Regions from separate parts of the Gossypium arboreum genome. Here region 1 is linked to region 2. A link is a contact called in public Hi-C data. All regions are on one chromosome and are shown on one strand. Each heading gives the region's core, a stretch centred on a gene start, on an enhancer-like site or on the middle of the called end of the contact. The rest is flanking DNA. Distances are from core to core; before and after follow the strand shown. Region 1 holds the start of LOC108482932 (protein PIN-LIKES 7-like). Region 2 holds the start of LOC108483824 (receptor like protein kinase S.2-like).

Region 1 (4,677 bases), core at 1,308-3,807, 150 kb after region 2:
CATCATCTGCAAATGCAAATAAGGGCTTAGGTTGCTGACCAATATTGGAGGCAGGTGGGACAGTAAACTGAAGCATCAAGACGTAGCTGAACAAAGGGTCGGAGGGTAGGAGCCCAAGCTTGGCAGCAGCTTTAACAACCCAAATACCAATAACCGGCTGTACAACGTATCGAGCACACACTACTCCTACGATTACCAATGGTTTTATTTTGGACGATCTTAATCCTCCTATCAAGTTGCCTCCTATTATGAGGGTGATACAAGGGATTGTTGCATCTCTGCAATGCACATTTTTTGTTTTCTTAATTACCCTTTCTTATGCACATTTTATTAAGAGAGAAGAGGGCGTACCCTAGCAGTTTTATTGAGTCTTGCATCACTCGTAATGGAGCCCCCTCGCCTATTATAAGCTTTCTCAACCACACCGTCGCTCCAAAAACGAATCCCGCAATCTGTTACTCATACATAATATATGTAAATCACTACTTTATCCCTCAAAAACATAAACTATTTATTAGATATGCCCACCTCCTACTAATTACTAAGTTGTGTGATGGTTTTTGGCAAATCAATATAAAAACTTACTGCACCAAGTGTCGGCGGCGCCATCAGCTCTTTTAAGATCTGACGAAGAAAGGCCACCACGTTAACCCACAACAATCCCTTCCCTTCTTGCTTTGGTCTACTTTCTTGTGATACAATCTGCAACAACAATCATTTGTAAGGCCAAGACTAGAGAGAGTTAATGAATTAAGAGTAGTGCCACCACTTTTTAATTATATCCTCTCTACTTTCTACTTTATATCTTAATTATTTGTATAAAAAGGCAAGGCTACCCACTGCATGTTGCTCTGGATCTTCAACTTCCTTTGTTGCCACTGTTGTTATAGCACCTTCCTCGTTTCTTTCTTTCAGAAGCTGAGATTGGGCGGTGGCATCCAAGTTGTTGTTGGCTTCTACTTTTGAAACGAATTCCTCAGCTGCTTCAAGTGCTTTGGATTTCACTGCTGAAGATTTTATCATTTGGTAACTGATTGTCCATATGTAGAAACCACCAAGCTGCATTAATTACCCAAATTAAAGCACATGTGAATATGATTAATCAGTCCTTCTGTAGGCTTGAAATAACCACGTGTAATTACCGCCATGGAGAAAGATGCATAGGAGAGTCCAACTGAGTTGCAAACATCACGGTTTCCAAATGGGCTTCTATCTTCATTGCAGACTGCAGGGACAAGTATAAGGAGAAGATTTCCCACGTTCCCTAGAAATAATTTCAACTACAACTTAGTCACATGTAGGGAAAAAGGGGGCCTTGAAAGTTCTTTCAAGTTTCGACCATACCAGCTGAACATGTCGCAATAATAAGACCTTCCAGATGGGGCTTTGGTCTCAGTATCTTAACCACAAACCATCCCACTATTCCTCCCACTAGAAAGGTGATTCCCATGTTTACAGGCATAAACCACCTGTGAGTTGATTGATGATCAAACACATTGAAACCAAGCCATCAAAGTCTATATGCATGTATGTAAGTATCCTACCATGAAATAATGTCTTGGAGCGTGACGGTCTTGGCCAGACTTGCAAACATGAGCGAGGGGGTAAACACAACGAACACAAGCTGCGTTTAATCACATAACATAAACAAATCTAAGAACTGAAGAAGATATTATGATGATATTACAGTCAAGTTAACTAATTAGCATGAAAAAAGCCTACTTATGCTGCCTTTAATCGCCTATAGAAACGATTATTCATGAAAATAGTCAAGTAATTAGTACCTTATTCAAGGATCTGCGAGTGTCTTCTGGGAAAAGCTTGCAGTAATCAGTCGCCAGGAAAGCGCCTAACAAACTGATTATAAGTACTTGCAAGATAGGCATGGAAGCAACCTCGAACAATGTCCAGAAACCCATGTTTTTAATTTGTTTATATATGATAGATGAGAGTGAGTGAGACAGAAAATGTATTTGGTGCAGTGCAGCAGCCCTCTTTCAATGATGATGAGTATGGTTTGTGTAGCTGCAGGTTTGCACAAATGAATATATGTGAGGCTAAAACAACAGAAGAGGAGGAAAAGGAAGGGAGGGCACATACAGATAGATACAGTGCAATGCAATGCAATGGGTGCGAGATAACATTAAGCGGAGATGTACGGTTACAATGACGTTAAAAAAGGAAAACAAAAAATTAAGTTGGGGAGATAAATGAAAGAAAGGTATTTTGATTTGATTTGTTGGTGTAGGGTAATAGAGAAGGAAATTGGAGTTAAGTAAAAGACATATGAACCAATGTGGAGGAAAGATCGGTGAAGGTCACAACTGATTGTAATTTAGCTGCCTGCCCTCCTTACCCTTTTCCCTTTGTGTAATTGTGTCGTTGCTATGGGATTGCTAAATAGGTTTGGATGCTTTTAATTCTTACAACAAGATGAAGGTAAGCTTGGAGGCGGATTGTTATGTCAATCTAACAAGATTGTAGAGGAAGGAGATGAAAAAGCAAAAATGGCCTGGAGAAAGGATAAAAGCTATGGTTCAAGGTAAGTATCTTATAATATTCTACCATATTGGTAGGTCCTATTAATGCTGGATGGTCAGGACCAATAATAAAAAAATGATAGCAACTGGAAACAGCGTGAAGATCAATGATAGTTAGGATAAGATTACATAATCATGGACAAACAATGTCCTTAATTTTTCTTTTACATTATTTTTTTTCAAAATCAGAATATCAACTATATGTAATAGTAATTATTTTCTTGTCGTAGATGCTTTTCAAAGAGATAAACGTTTGACCATAAAATGTGCTCTATCCTCATGAGCGAGATCGAATCCTCGATCACATGGTTAAAGTGTGAGTTGAGCAAGCACCATACCGCATCTTATTGTAAAGTCAACCAAAAGGATAGTACCCACAAAATAGGGTAAATAACACTATTGGTCACTAAACTAAAAAATGTACAATTTAATCACTGAAATATTCAAAAAATTTTATTTAATTCACTAGGTTTTTCAATTGATGCTATATGATTTTCTCTGTTTATACTACTTACACCAATCGAAATTTTCTCTCTTCTTCTATAGTTCTATTTTTCTTTCATGAAACAACTTTGGACATCATGAATTTATAAACCAAAATTCAAATAGCTTTTTTCCTCGATCTCTGACGCTGACCAATAGATCAACTTGGATCTAAAATACGTTCTTCTATTCATCGATGGGTACTGATCCACCGTACTGATCATCAAATTATTGTTTGAAGCTTGTTGGTGAAGCTTTTTTTCTTTAAATTAATAGCCCAATGACTTAAATTAAAACTTTTAAATAATTTAATGACTTAAATGAAAACTTTCGAATAATTCAATGATCAAATTGTAACTTTTTTAATTAAATCATCAAAATAAAAATTTAAACATAATTTAGAGACTAATTGTACAATTTACCTAAAAAATAAAATTAGCGAAAAGGACGCTTTTTAAGCCAACTGTCAAACATCGAAGGCATAAATGAAAAATGGTCGCTTGCTGTTATCTATTCAATTTCTTAACGATGGATGCGCGCTATTTGTTGAGTGTCAATTAATTGCTTTAATTACTCCTAATTCCGGCTTTTTCTTCTACTAATGTTAAAGAATTAATTATTTATGAAAATGATTCAAGTAAAAATTTATTTATGTAAATAATCTATTTTTCATAATGATTATTAATGTCGCTTGATATATCGATAGCATCATTTCTTTATCATTAGTTAATTATCAATTTTTTAAAATGTTTTTTGATTGTTATTATTGTATCGTGCAACACCTGTATATATTTTTAAAATACCTATTAATGGGTATTTAAGGAGAAAAAATAAAAATATATATTTTAATACTTAAGAAGAAACAGTTGAAATAGAAAAAAACCAAAAAATAAAGGGAAAATATGTGATCGATGTCTACTTTATAGGTGGTTTTGTCTTTTGGCTTGTTAGTGTCACCATCAGTGAGTGAAATAATGTTTAAAAATAATAATATTAGATGAGATGAGAATGAGAAATAAATATATATGGGAGAAGATAAAATAGACGAAAGAGGAAAGTCAAATATATGAAAGGAAAAGAATAACATATATGTAAAATAAGGATATAAAATGGAATTGAATATTTTATGGAAAATAAGAATCAAGTATGGCAAAGGAAAGAGAATAACAAATATGCAAAAAAGAGATTTTCCATAAAATATTAAATTATAGAGCACAAAAAAATATTTTTTTAAAAAATTGATGATTGGCTAATGATAAGGGAGCGATGTCACCGGTATGTCAAGTGGCATTGGCGGTCACTGTGGAAAACGAGTCATTTATATACATAAGTTTTGACTTGTGTCATTTTTGTAAATAATTAATTTTATTGAGTCAATTAAATTAAAAAAACCCTTAATTCCTCAACAACTAGATAAAAGCATAATAATTTGTAAAAGATTTGATAAAAACACCTTTACAATTAAACTCCATGTGATAGCCTGATGGTCAAAGATGTTCACCGCTCTAGATGTGACTTGAGTTTAAATCCCGTTAGTCGCGTTTCTTATTCGGACTTTATCTTATTATTGTATTTTGTCAAAAAAAATAAAACATTTTTACAACTTCATTTTAATTTTAAAAAATTTGGTCCATCTGACAAAATAATTAAGTCC
Region 2 (4,604 bases), core at 133-2,632:
GGATCGATAAGCTTCCACCAGTTTTCCAGGACAGATCTCAACTAACTAGCATTGCTGATAGTAAGTTTTTTTTTCCTTTCATACTGTTTTTGAGGCTCCCATGGATTTGGGTAACAAACTTCACATACCCATGATATCCATTCTCAGCTTCCTATGCATTTTACCTGTTTCAGATCTGAATTATCGACATAGGAATGCCCAAATGGCAAGCAGGGCCTCTGTTGAGCTCCATACTCTCATTTACTTCAGAAAACGGTAACTGCCTTGGCCTCTCCCATGGAATTGAAACTGCCTTCTATAGAGCATAATGAATAATTGCTCATGTTTTGAATTTATTTTTTTATCTTATGCTGCAGGCCCACTGACACAGAAGCCAGAATAGTGAAGATAAGGTCCAACGGGTTCATTGTGTTTGTGCCCAAGTATGAACTTAGATCCTTTATGCTGGATTATCTGTATATGTTCCTCGTGTCTTTCTTTTTCTATCTGCTGTGTCTAGGCGAGAAAAGATAATGTTTTGGCATTTGTGTTTGTTGGGTAGAGAAAAATGTAACATGAGTGTATGTTATATAAAACGAACAGATATGGAATAGAAGGCCCGGTGTACTTGACAGGCAGAGGAGAGAAGGGAAGCGGGGAGTGGCATGTGGACGAGCAGCAGCAGAAGATTGTAAAGATGGACAATAGTAATAGTAATATCCTTTCCTACAGTGTACTGCAATCAGTGAGGATCCACATGGAGGTTGTGGAACCCCAACCCAACCGCCCTAAACTGCAGCTTACTCTTATTACCTAGAAGTAGAAGATAACATCAACATGCACAAAGGAGGAGCTTTTATTAGGTCATATAGAGTGTTGTATTATTATATAAGATGCAAATGGAATGAATCTTGTTGTGGTAATTATAGTAACTGGCCTTTGGTTTGGGTTAACTGATGTTGGATTGACACAAGAAACATTTTTGTTCATGGAGTGAGTGTTCCTATTTCTATATGTTATTTTTGCAATAACAAAAAGAATGTATAAATAAACTAACACAACTTGTTATTACTGCTAGATAGTAGAAAAATGCATTGGGAGGGCGACAAAAAAGTAGAACTAACCAGGTGGATGTGCATTTTGATTATTTTATGCGTTGATGCATCGAACATGTGGGACCCAGGAAACTGCAATGAAATAAATGTCCTAAACTGACCTTAATCAACGCCCATAAAATACATCTCCCCACGCCCATAAAATACATCTCCCCACCCACCCCCCGCCCTTTTCTTTCATTGGTTTTGATTTCACATGATTCGTGAATGTGGGTCACATGGCATTGGCAGAGAACCCCCCTTCTAACGTTCTACCATCATCATACCATGTCATCTCTCACCTATCGCAATTTACAGAAAAGCCCATTTCCCCGTTTCCAATCTCAAATTGCAGCAAGAAATGCAACGCAAAGTGTATATATATTTTTTTCTTTTAAAAAAAAAATAAGGGTAGAGATAGATAAAATAACAGTTAAGAGAATGAATAGGAAAAATAAATTTTTATTTTTTTATTTGTAATTTAGTGGACTCAGATAATAAGATGATTGATATATTATTAGCAAGTAAAAATGGTAATAGTGAGGATAATGATGGAGTGAGTATGCATGCATGATGATGGATGAAGCATAGAGGTGAAGACCAAAGAGGGAAGGATGTAGTGTGTCCTTTTGTGGTGCTTCCATTGTATGAAGTAAGAAATGAAGTCAAATTAATAGGCAGGCAGCCTCCTTAAGGCTCAAACTCATTGAGTGTCACCTCATCCCCCGGTCCGATTCCGATGTCTCCCCACATTTCCCTCCTTTGTCAGAAATCCAACACACACACACACTTTTAATTTAATAGAAATACTATTAATTTTTTCAAAAATAAAATTAAAAAAAAAAAAGAAGACGACGACGAGCATAGCAGAGCAGAGCAGGAGACAGACATCTGTAGCAGATCACACAACACCGCCCTCGCCTCCTCCCCTACCTTTCACTTTGAACCCATTTCCCATCTACATTACCATCCCCCATTTGGAGACCTCAGTCACTCGGATCTCCGCCCATGGCTGCAGCCCTCGAGTGCTGGTCCAGCCGAGCCACCACCGCCGATGACGACATGGTCGAGCAGGTTTTGATGCGCTCCAACGACAGATCCGAGGACACCTCCTCCTCCTCCTCCTCCTCTGCTTCTGCCAAACTTGAAGCCCCGTCCGCCAAGAACAAACGGTTCCAGAGGTTGAGCAGGAACGTCTCGGAGGCCATTGCCTCTCTCAAGAACTCTCTCAATCTCGACACTTCCTCCCCACGTGATCAGCTTCCTCCTCCCGTTCCTTCTGTCCCTTCATCTTCCTCCAAGGCCGACGTTTGCCGGAAAGTGGTCTGGGGTACCGTTGTACGGAACTTGACTCAGCTTTATCCTGGAAGCCAGTTGCCTGAGAAGCTTGTCTCCAATATCCGCAAGCATTATGATTCCTTGCCTCTCAGGTCCCCTTCCCTTCCCTTGCCTCTTCTTTCTTCCTACTCAGTTTAGGGTACTCTGAAAATTGCAACAACAATCAACAGGATCGTAAAAGCAGTTTCCTATCAGCATGGGTTTTTTCATTTTTGTTTTTCCTTGACTTTCAAACAGTGAAAGTTCGGGTTTCTTATAATTATTTTTACTATTATTATTTTCTTCAAATGTTTAAAGTGGCCTTGCCTTAGTTACTGCTGAAATGTTCTAGTTCTTCGTCCCCCCAATTATGCTTTTCTTTTTTGTAATTTTCTTTTGATTGGGTATTATGTTGACAGTTATGCACAGGCGGGATTTGATATGAAAGAAGTATTTCTACATATAAAATTGATAGAACAGGCATCAGGGGATGATCACCCTGCTATATTTATTCAGCAAACTTCTGATGATGAGGTACAAGGTTGCGTGTTTAAGCTCACATTTGCTTGTAATTCTTCCTTTTCTTGGTCTGCCATGTCTGGTGCTCTTGATTCTGCTTCCATCTGTTGCAAGAAGATACAGATATTTGAGAAGAAAGGGTTCACCCTTGGAATTATTCTCTTCTTGGTTCAATCCGCCCAAGACAAGTTTTTTAAATCCCATGTCGAGAGTGCCCTCAAATCTGCTCTTCGGAAGCCCAAGACGACCACTGTTAAACTACCATTTGGACTTTGTGGATGTCAGGAGGAGAGTACTAAAGGGAGAGATTTTGGGGAAATTGAAGAAGAACCAAGTGAGCAAACTCACAGAAATGGGATTGAAAATCCAAATGCCAGGATTCAGCTTCCAATGCCTCTGCCCTCTTCATCGTTTGTCGTATTGGTTGATGAATGGCAAACTATTCAATCAGGGGCAGACGAGATTGGGAAATGGCTATTGAACTCTGAAAGTCTTGAGTTTATTGATCAGATTGCACCCAACTCTTTTAAAGGCGTCTACAAGGGTAAACGTGTTGGAATCGAAAAGCTTAAAGGATGTGACAAGGGGAATTCTTATGAGTTTGAACTTCGAAAAGATCTCTTAGAGCTTATGACTTGTGGGCATAGGAACATTTTGCAATTCTATGGTGTTTGTGTCGATGAGAATAATGGTTTGTGCGTCGTGACAAAGTTGATGGAAGGTGGATCAGTCCATGATTTGATGCTGAAGAACAAGAAGCCTCAGATTAAGGAGATAATGAGGATTGCTGCTGATGTAGCAGAAGGAATCAAGTTTATGAATGATCATGGTGTTGCATACAAAGACCTTAACACACAGAGGATTCTACTAGATAAGCATGGTAATGCATGCTTGGCGGACATGGGTATAGTCACTGCTTGCAAGAGTGTTAGTGAAGCAATGGAGTATGAAACCGATGGCTACCGTTGGCTTGCTCCTGAGGTTTGCATCACCTTACTTTTCTTTGAATAAATGTCATTATGTGGTCATAACCTCATACCATCCCCTTCCCAAGTGCACAAATTCTATTTGCCAATGTTGGTCATAACTCATAACCATCATGCCCGGTCTACTTCATCAATCACATGGTCCAGCTATAGTAAACTAGTTCACCTAAACAGACCTATTCAACAGTTGATTTATCACTTATGCGGAATTCAGATTGATTTTTCTTGTTTTTATGTGATGTTCTTATGCTTTAGTGTATGTGGGTACAGCTGTTACTGTTAATCTTTGCTAAAAGAGCCTTTATGTCACCCATTGAGAGCATCATTGTTTGGGCATGCGTAACATGTCTTAATTATTGTTTTTGCTTTACACTTCAATATTGTGTTTACCTTTATTTATGCACTACTTTATTCTCAATTAACAAAGTATCAATACTGTTTAAGTGCCACATTTGCCAAATTGTCTGTGGAGCCTAATTGGAGCTTTAATTTTAGCATGATTACAGTCCTTTTCCTTACCTGAGGCCACTGTAATTATTACTTTGCCTAATTGATATTGATGTTGTGATTATCTTTAGAACAAAACTAGAGGAAATAAATTATGATTTATTCCATATATTTCAGTGACCATATAGTGATGCCATATTATATTGTTTGTATTTCTGACATGCATGGCACCTTACAGGAAGAGTTCTGTCAATGAAAATTT

What was found. A called contact is a pair of places that touch in the nucleus more often than the background predicts.
Region 1: a Hi-C map of leaf shows a contact between it and region 2, with 4 times the contacts expected there. The contact joins the promoter of LOC108482932 here to the promoter of LOC108483824 in region 2. A contact is called at or near these places in 2 of 5 Hi-C or Micro-C datasets (both in leaf).

The regions. Positions count from the first base shown.
Region 1 is chr7:34,451,669-34,456,345 of ASM2569848v2, forward strand. It overlaps LOC108482932 (protein PIN-LIKES 7-like), which reads right to left and starts at 2,558. Exons shown (of 10, transcript XM_017786060.2): 1 at 2,357-2,558; 2 at 1,785-2,025; 3 at 1,545-1,624; 4 at 1,345-1,469; 5 at 1,143-1,264; 6 at 841-1,059; 7 at 586-702; 8 at 352-452; 9 at 40-278. The coding sequence starts at 1,919.
Region 2 is chr7:34,304,656-34,309,259 of ASM2569848v2, forward strand. It overlaps LOC108483824 (receptor like protein kinase S.2-like), which reads left to right and starts at 1,383. Exons shown (of 3, transcript XM_017787417.2): 1 at 1,383-2,503; 2 at 2,810-3,890. The coding sequence starts at 2,082. LOC108483498 (exosome complex exonuclease RRP44 homolog A) reads left to right here. Exons shown (of 24, transcript XM_017786939.2): 21 at 1-60; 22 at 174-255; 23 at 357-422; 24 at 583-1,040. The coding sequence ends at 796.